Regions from separate parts of the Mus musculus genome. Here all the other regions are linked to region 2. A link is a contact called in public Hi-C data. All regions are on one chromosome and are shown on one strand. The core of a region is the stretch at or near the end of the contact, and the rest is flanking DNA. Distances in the headings are between cores, read along the strand shown.

Region 1 (2,700 bases), core at 103-2,602, 3.2 Mb before region 2:
AAGTCCGAGGTTGAACTTTTTGTCCATCAGAAATAAAGGCTGATCATCAATGAGTGTTTATTTTTCTTTCCTTTTCTTTAAAAATATAGAACAATAAAAGGAAAATCCATCTTAAAATATGACGTACTTATCTACTCAGTGTGACCCTTGACATAGATGATTTGGCCATTACATTTTTAAGATTTTCATTTTACAATGTCAACCACCTCTTGCTTGCAAAGTGTGCAAAACTGCCTAATGGAAAACAGATTTCTCCACACACTTTTTTCTTGTAGCTAGGATTGGGTGAATTCAAGTGGAAATGTTGGTTACATTTTTAGTCTTAGCTTTTTTTAGAAAGATAATTACAGAATAATTATGGACTAACTACAGAAAATAGTAAATGTTTGCCCAAGTAGAAGGAATGGCTATGTGAATTTAGTACCTGGCGGCTTTCTTTAGAACTGAATGTTATTTACACAGCGAAATGGGAAACAATTCAAGTAGAGCAACCTATGAAAGACCCCAGAAAATGAGAAGCATGTAAGTAAAAACGACAAGAAACGTTTTCTAAGGTCCTATTTTGCCTGAGAAGAAACTGAAGATAGAAGGAGAGAAGAGGCGAGCATAAAACAAAAGACTTCCTTTCTCCAGCCCCACTTTCCCTGTTTCTTTTGTCATAGGTTGTTGTGAACTCAGGCAAACATTGAAAGGTTTTCTTTTGGGGGGCGGGGGGCACTTTTGATTAATTTTATTTTTCCAGAGATAGGGGAGTAGTAGTTAAACATGCCTCTCGAGTTACAGAACAGAAGTTCAAACTTTTGAAAACAAAAGAGAGGAAAAGAAAAGAAAGAAAGAAAAAAGGCAGAAAACCAAAGTTATCCGACCTGCTGAGGCTGCTAACAAAAAAGTAAAAGGCGTTCTAAAAGCATAGCTCAGTTTCACTGTCCGGGTCGGGGTCGGTGATTGGTAGTTGAGGGAAGGCTTGTTTCGCCTATGCCGTCTAGAAGACGTTGAGCAGCACTGCTATATACAGGAGTGTAAGACGGGAGAGTTATTCTCGGGTTTATTCAGCTCAGTGAAGCTGCAGTAGCTAAAAGCCAAGTGCTCCCGACTGCACGCCGCTGGCCTAACGCGGCTCGTCCCCGCTTTCCCGGCAACCGATCTGGGAGGGAATCCTGGACTCGCAACCCGACTCCGCTCGGCGTTGATTGGCTCCTGCTCAGGACCCCGCCTCCAAGGTAGAGGCGGCCACTTCGTAGGGACCCGCCCCCCGGCCGTGGGAATCGCCGCCTAGCAGGCGGGCTGCGGCTGCCACTCAGTCGGAGTGGCGGAGGCTCTGGGTTCGTAGCCCCGCCTCCTCCCCCCTAATTGATATTATTGGAGTGTGGAGCAAGCGGCCGGTCTGCAGTCGGAGACTTGCAGGCAGCAAACACGGTGCGAACGAACCGGAGGGGGGAGAGAGAAATCAAACAGCTAAGCGTGGAGCAGACGGCCTGGGACCCAGAAGGGGATCGATGCGAGGAGCGCAATAATAACAACAATAATAACCCACTTCGGAGCAAACAGCATCTAAAGAGCTGCGACCCAACTGCAGCCTAAAAAAATCAAACCTGCTCATGCACCATGGTTGTTCAAACTCGGTTCCCTTCGTGGATTATTTTGTGTTACATCTGGCTGCTTGGCTTTGCACACACGGGGGAGGCGCAGGCTGCGAAGGAAGGTAAGGCCAGAGGAAAGCAAAGTTTGTTCTGACTTATTTATTTCGCTGTCTACCTGCACGAGCCGACGGGTCCGCGGCGCTGGCCGCCGCGCCTCCGGCGCCGGGCGACCCTCCCTCGACCCCCCGCCCCCTCCCCGCCCTCAGTTCCAATCGACCAGAGGCGACCGGCCGGGACTAGTCGGGGCCCCGGAGCTCCAAGGGGTGGCCGGGGACTGGCGCGCGCTCTGCAGCCGGGCAGCTCGGGGGGCCATGGTGGCGAGGCTGAAGGGCGAGCGAGCTCCTTTGCATCCGGCATCTCGGGTCTTCAGCTCCAACCGCCGCGTTTGCTCCTTCTCTTGCGGTCGGCCTGCCGTGGACGCCACAGTGAGAGTTGGTTCGAAACCTGGGGAGTGGAGCTCCGCGTCGCCCCCAGCCTCCCCGGAGGAGCCGAGACTTCCGTGGCTGCGAGCGCTCGGGCTCCCGCCGACTCGCTCACTGCGGCGGCGGCGGCGGCGGCGGCGGCAGCGGCGCGGGCCTGCGGTGGGCGCTCGGCTGCCGCTCGAAACAATGCGGCCGCGAGGGGAGGCAGCGCGCGGGGCTCGGGCTCGACCCGCCGCCGGGAGGACTGGCCGCAGCCGGCAGTTTGCACGGAGAGGCCACCGAGTGAGAAGTCTCCCGTCACTTGGCCCAGGTCCGGTACTCCGGGAGTCCAAGTAGCCAGTCCTGGCCTCTGGGGACGAGTTCTGGTACGCGAGGGGAGGCTTCTTTTGACCACAGGATACGCCTGTACGTGGGTATTTTTCCCTGCGTCTCCTTTGAACCATTGGCAAAAGGTAAAATACCTTTTGGTGCCTGTAGTTGGAGCTGGGGAAAAATAAATCCTGTCAAAGGAAGTGTCTTGCTGCTAAGCAGTGTCACAATACCGGTACCTCATCTGACAAGCTTGCGTTTCTAAGGTTGATTTCTTGGATACTTTAGAAGCCTGTTCGGGGGTGTGGAGGGCGAGAGATCTGTTAGAT
Region 2 (2,702 bases), core at 70-2,569:
TACCTTCCATCTTGGGGTTCTCTGACCTAACTTGTGACACTCAAACTTGAATTGCCATGCTACTGCTGAGTATTTAGTAAGCATACAGCACTAGCATTAAAGGCAGGAAAGGAAAAGCTATGAGACCATAAATAGGGAAAGGTGCCCCTTATTCGAAGTTGAAACTCCTCATCGGGTTAAAAATAAATAAATAAATAATCTCAGTACAACCAACATTTGCTATGAAGACTGCCGACACAAAGGCAACATTCCTTCCTATAAAGGTATCTTAGGTTAAACTAGCAGTGGATCTTTGCCTAAGGTTCAAGCCTGTGCCCTTCGTCCTTTCCTAGACATTAGACTATTAACTTTGTTTCCAATTAAGTTATCTTAACTCTAGTAACCCCGGAATATGGGGCTTTACCGTAGCAATCCTAATCTTGTTGGGTAGTCTTCAGGAACCACCCTATGATCTCCCTTAAACTCAACAATCCTTCAGAGACATTAGTCCTTCAAAGACAATGTCCTCAAAGGTCGCCAAAATGCTGTACATAAACATTAAGGACAATGAAGCGTGACTCTCCTTATAGCTCTGAGGCATAGTGGCTCCTCTTAAAATCCGTCGTCTTGGTGTGTCCACGGATTCTCAAACCAAACCCTCGGGGCTGTTGTGGACGACAGCCTCGGGAAGGTGACAAAGCGAAGCCATCTGAACTGCCTTAGGAAGTGTGTAAAACGCCACTGGTGTCTCTCTACGATGCTAACTTCCATTAGTGAGCGCTCACGCGTCACGGTGCTCCCCCCGATGGCGCGCGCTAACCGCTGCTCCCGAACCCCCTCGCCAGCTCGGGGTTCCGCTTAAAAAAGTAACGGGCTCACGGCTGAAAACCCGACATGAAGAGGTGCCCAATGAGCACAAGACAAACCCTAGGCTGCCTGACCGCAGACCGCCCAGCACAGAGCAGGGGAAGGCACGACGCGGCTCAAAAGAAACAGGCAGAAAGCGACGGAGTTCATCTTTCCCGCTGGATCCCGCAGGACCAACCGGTCCGCCTTCGGGCTCGCTCCGCGCCAGTTCCGATCGCGCACATTTACTACGTCACGGCGTCCAGTCTCGCGGTATCCTCCTGCCGCCGAGGCCCTTTCGCAAAAGTCTCGCGAAACCTGTTCCTCGGGCCCACGGCTCCGCGCTCGCCCTCCTCCACTCCGCCCCTACCCCGGCTTCTCCCTCACTCGCTCCCCGGGTCAGGAAATTCCCCGCTCGGGTCCGGCAGGCGCGCCTCCTCCCTCCCAGTTCCGAGTTCAAACCGGAACTGGAAGTGTGGTGGGCGGGGCCCGGCGACGGAAAGCGCTGAGGAGCCGAAGCCGGGACTCGGCGGTGGCCCGGGTCGGTCCCGCGCCACGGAGCGCCGGGCGGCGGGGCTGCGGGGCTCCGGGCTGAAGGGCGCTGCGCGAGCCGGAGGGCGGGCGCGGCCCCCCGGGCGCCGCGGGGGATCATGTCGACAGCCTCCGCCGCCTCGTCCTCCTCCTCGTCTTCTGCCAGTGAGATGATCGAAGCGCCGTCGCAGGTCCTGAACTTCGAAGAGATCGACTACAAGGAGATCGAGGTGGAAGAGGTGAGCGAGGCCGAGACCTGCTGCCCCGCGCCGCCTGGGATCCCGGGCGGGAGGCGGCTTCCCCATGGGCTTCGGGGGTTGAGTCTGAATCTGTGATTCTCTACCTGATTCTTATGTGGTCGGCAGTTCAATTATCCGTAAATAGATTGAGCAAAGTTTGGTGGCCGCGGGATTTCAGCTCGCTGGTAGTGGTGTTAGAGTCCAGGATAGTGTGTGTGTGTGTGTCTGTCTGTCTGTCTGTATGTCTGTCTTGTCTGTCTGTGTGACTTCTAGCGCAGTGTGTGACACGAAAGGATGCTTGGGACAGGCTGGTAAAGAGAACGTCGAACGTCTCACGGTGCTTCCCCTGGTCCCGGATTCTTCTTTCTCTGATACCGTAGGTAGTTCTACCTTCTATTGGGCTCTGTAGATGAATTTCAATCTCTAGTAACGTTAAGTCTGTTATGAAAACATGTTTCAAGTAGCATAGTCTGAAGAGGCAAGTAGTGATTATGGTGACAGTCAGAATATTACGCTACACCAGAAATCGCTGTTAGAAAAACCGAATAAATTCAATGTTCAGGTGGAAGAGTGTCTTCACTTCATCGCCTATTTTCAGATTCACAGTGGGGCCAGTGACTTCTAAGAGTCTTAATATTTACTGAAGAGGAAAAAATCTGTACATATATTCAAAATGCCGTTTAGAACTCGTTGAAGCTTTGGTTAGAAACGCGTTCACGCAGTTTCTATGAGTTTAACCGTTTTTTAAGAGCACTGTGCATTTTCTGTGCCTTAATGTGTGGGTTTTTTATAGCTAGACTGAGTTGTCTTTTCTTCATTTTTAAAGTATTATAGTAAGGAGTTAAAAGATGCAAGCAAATTAACAATCAATAAATACATCTTTACCTTAGAGGACTACTAAGTCATATCTTTGTATCACAAAAACTAACCAGAGATGAGTGTGTTCATTGAGAGCATGATTATCTTAGAAAAAGTGTGCTGGATAGGGGAAGGTTTGAGACAGAGGAAGACGCTTCAGAGATAGACAGAGCACTGTGGGACTTGGTTTCCTACTGCTTTCTGTGTGTTCGTTTCCTTAACTGTAAGATGGGAGTGATTGCTACTTTA
Region 3 (2,867 bases), core at 194-2,693, 3.3 Mb after region 2:
CACACTGTCTGCCACTACTTCTCCATCCTCTTGGTTATCAGATCTGGTGTCTGCCAAGGTACCAAGGTGCCTGCGTTCAGGTGAATCTTGTTTTGCTTAACAGGGGTGAAGTACAGTAAGTTACTTTGAAACACAAAGCGATCACATTCACAGGACTTTTACAGAGCAGCTGCAATGGCTCGACTTTATTATCAGTTATTTGTAATCTCTTATTGTGCCTACTTTCTAAACTTTAACATCTGTGTATGAAATGTAATGAAGGGAAAACACCTATATCCACACGATGGGTGTATGTAGGCGTTTCCTGAGATTTCAGGCTATACTGGGGGCCTCCTGGAATGTCCTCTTTAACTGAGGGGACGCTTACTATATTTCAAATATTCTGATTCCATATTATTAACATAATCTCAATCTCTTTCCTCCTCCTCTTCCTCCTTCTTCCTTCCTTTCTCTCTCTCTCTCTCTCTCTCTCTCCCCCCCCCCTCTCTCTCTCATATTTTAAGTTTTCCAAGTGGACTAACGATTCTATCTTAAAGTATTTTCCAGTCCCTTTTGGGCCCTTAATATAAAGTAAAAGTACTACTGAGACAGACTGTGTACCCGTTTTTCTCAACTGGTGACGAACGGGAACAGTGTAACAAGAAATTTATCCATCTGCCGGGACAAAACTCTACAAGAGCCTAATAGTCCCCACACCAGAAAGCGCAACCAATCCCTCCCAGGCAAATGCACTCCTGGCCAGACAGACCCTGTGTGGACAGACTTAATCAGTGCACTTCTCTCTCTGCAACTGATTACCATCAGTCAAGTGATGCCCAAGTCACAATGGTCACTTCCTTTAATAAGTCTGTACAACCGCGGAGCTGTGAGGCAACCAGGTCACGTCCCACAGAACTGGGGAACAACCTGGTAAGAGTAGCAGCCCATGTAAGTGGGCATCCGCACTCCTTGCAAACTTCTGCGAAATCCTGCCTGCGTGTTGTTCTGTCCGTCCTTACTCCATCCCACCGGCGCTTTCTCCTCCCGGGCGGGGACCCTCGGGAGACCTGACTGGGTCGCAGGACCCACCAGCTGTCGCCGGGCCAGGCCCCTGGGGCCCAGGCTTGTGGCGGTGGGGGCCGCGCTCGCCGTACTCCCGGAGGGTTCCCTCAAGGGCCCGGGAGACGCTCCGGGTCGGGATCGGGGAGCGCGGGCGGACAGCAAAGATGAGGCCCATCCCCATCCCCTCCGCACCGCCGCGGCCCCCGCAACTCCTGCAAGGCCAAGGGCTCTTTCGCCCGGGGGACAGGGAGGAGTTCACCTCGAAGGAGAAAAAAACCCCGCTGGTACCCGGAGCCGGCCGGCCCGCGAGCCGACCGTGGCAGCAGCCCCCCTCCGCCCGCGCGTCTCACTCACCCACTCGCCGCTGCTGCGCCTTCACCGCCGGCGCAGGGACCGCAACCGCAGCCCGCTCCGGGCCCCGCCCCGGGACCGCCCCGCCCCGGACACGCCCCCAGGCCCGCCCAGTCGCAGTCCCGCCCCCAGTCCACAGCAGACCCAGAATCTGCAGGGCTCCCCGGTGCGGATCTCTGCAGTCTTGTTTCCTTCTTTTGTCCTTGGTCACCGTTGTGGAGTTAAGTTGCGAGCTGAGGCAACCAAAACGCACCTCCCTCGCACACCCTCCCTGGACTGTCTAGACACCACTTTCCACCTAGAAGGAAAGGGCAATTGGGATGGCTGTCACTACAAACGCCATCTTTCACGTGGGCGGAACTCGTCTCTGCTTGACGCGCCGCGGTTCCCTCGTGGGACTCCGTAAGTTCCGGGTTGGCGCTTTCACTTTGCTTTGCCAGCCTTGAGATGCCAGTGGCAGCTGGCCAGGCGGAGGCTGTCATGGGCTTTGTAGCTTTTCTTCCAAGAGCCGCTCAGGAAAAGCATGGGCAGAGCTGAGCTCAACCTAGATAGATAGTGTCACCTGCGTTATCTATCTAGGTTACGAAGCGTAGTTTGTGGTTGTAAGTAGTTTTGCTTTGTTTTGTTTGGGAGTTGGCAGGTAGTGGGTGCTCAACAAATATTTAGTGAGTGAGTGGATTTCCTTTGGTCCCTATGACACGGTTAAATGCCGTAAGTCTGCGTGCACACTGTACGTGTTCACTCCGCAACAAGCACAATGATTCCCCCACCCTCTGTGCGTAGTCACCGTGTTTTCTTCTAAACGTCATTTTTGCCAAATAGCACAGTGCACTTTGTTTTTTAACCTTTGGGAAAAGAACACCATGACGTCTGATTTATTGATTGATTGATTGGTTTGTAACTGTATTGTGGCTTTTCACTACAGATGAGTAGTGTTTATTATTTTCCAGCAACTTTTCATCATTTATAGGGAAAAGAAAGGCATTAATAACAGAATACCTATCAATACCACCTTCGGTAAAAATAGAACTCTCACCAGGTATTGTATGCTTTTTTTTTTTTTTTTTTTTTTTTTTTTTTTTTTTTTTACCTAGCAGTTGTCATTCTATCAAGTTCTTACAGTGTTTTGTACCGTGGTCTTCAGATGTATATCTCATAAATGAAGTATACATCTGAGAGTTAAAAATACATCCAGACACACAGAAATAGCATAGGACCATGTTTGGAAGGCTAGGGTTAAGAGTGCGATGCTGTAGTCAAAGTGGGTGAGTTTGCAGGTAAGGAAGGCAGCTGAGTGAGGCCAGTCAGCTAATCCACAACACGAGGAATAGACGTTTATACTATATCCCACACTGAAAAGCTGAAAAGTTCCCAGGTGGGTGTTAGGTACTAACACACATACACGCGCATGCATGCACACTTAAGATAATTTGCTTGTCTGTAGTAAGCCAGAGCTATCAATGTAATTGATTGGG

What was found. A called contact is a pair of places that touch in the nucleus more often than the background predicts.
Region 1: a contact with region 2 is called in a Hi-C map of uterus, with 4 times the contacts expected there. The contact joins the promoter of Epha7 here to the promoter of Map3k7 in region 2. A contact is called at or near these places in 4 of 39 promoter capture datasets (cranial neural crest, frontonasal cranial neural crest, maxillary cranial neural crest and 1 more) and 5 of 484 Hi-C or Micro-C datasets (LSK cells, cardiomyocytes, hematopoietic stem and progenitor cells and 2 more).
Region 3: a contact with region 2 is called in a Hi-C map of rod photoreceptor, with 5 times the contacts expected there. The contact joins the promoter of C9orf72 here to the promoter of Map3k7 in region 2. A contact is called at or near these places in 2 of 484 Hi-C or Micro-C datasets (CD4 T cells and rod photoreceptor).

What each region holds. Positions count from the first base shown.
Region 1 is chr4:28,811,779-28,814,478 of GRCm38.p6, forward strand. It overlaps Epha7 (Eph receptor A7), which reads left to right and starts at 1,353. Exons shown (of 17, transcript NM_010141.4): 1 at 1,353-1,702. The coding sequence starts at 1,606.
Region 2 is chr4:31,962,788-31,965,489 of GRCm38.p6, forward strand. Map3k7 (mitogen-activated protein kinase kinase kinase 7) reads left to right here and starts at 1,320. Exons shown (of 16, transcript NM_172688.3): 1 at 1,320-1,595. The coding sequence starts at 1,476.
Region 3 is chr4:35,224,393-35,227,259 of GRCm38.p6, forward strand. C9orf72 (C9orf72, member of C9orf72-SMCR8 complex) reads right to left here and starts at 1,444. Exons shown (of 11, transcript NM_001081343.2): 1 at 1,396-1,444.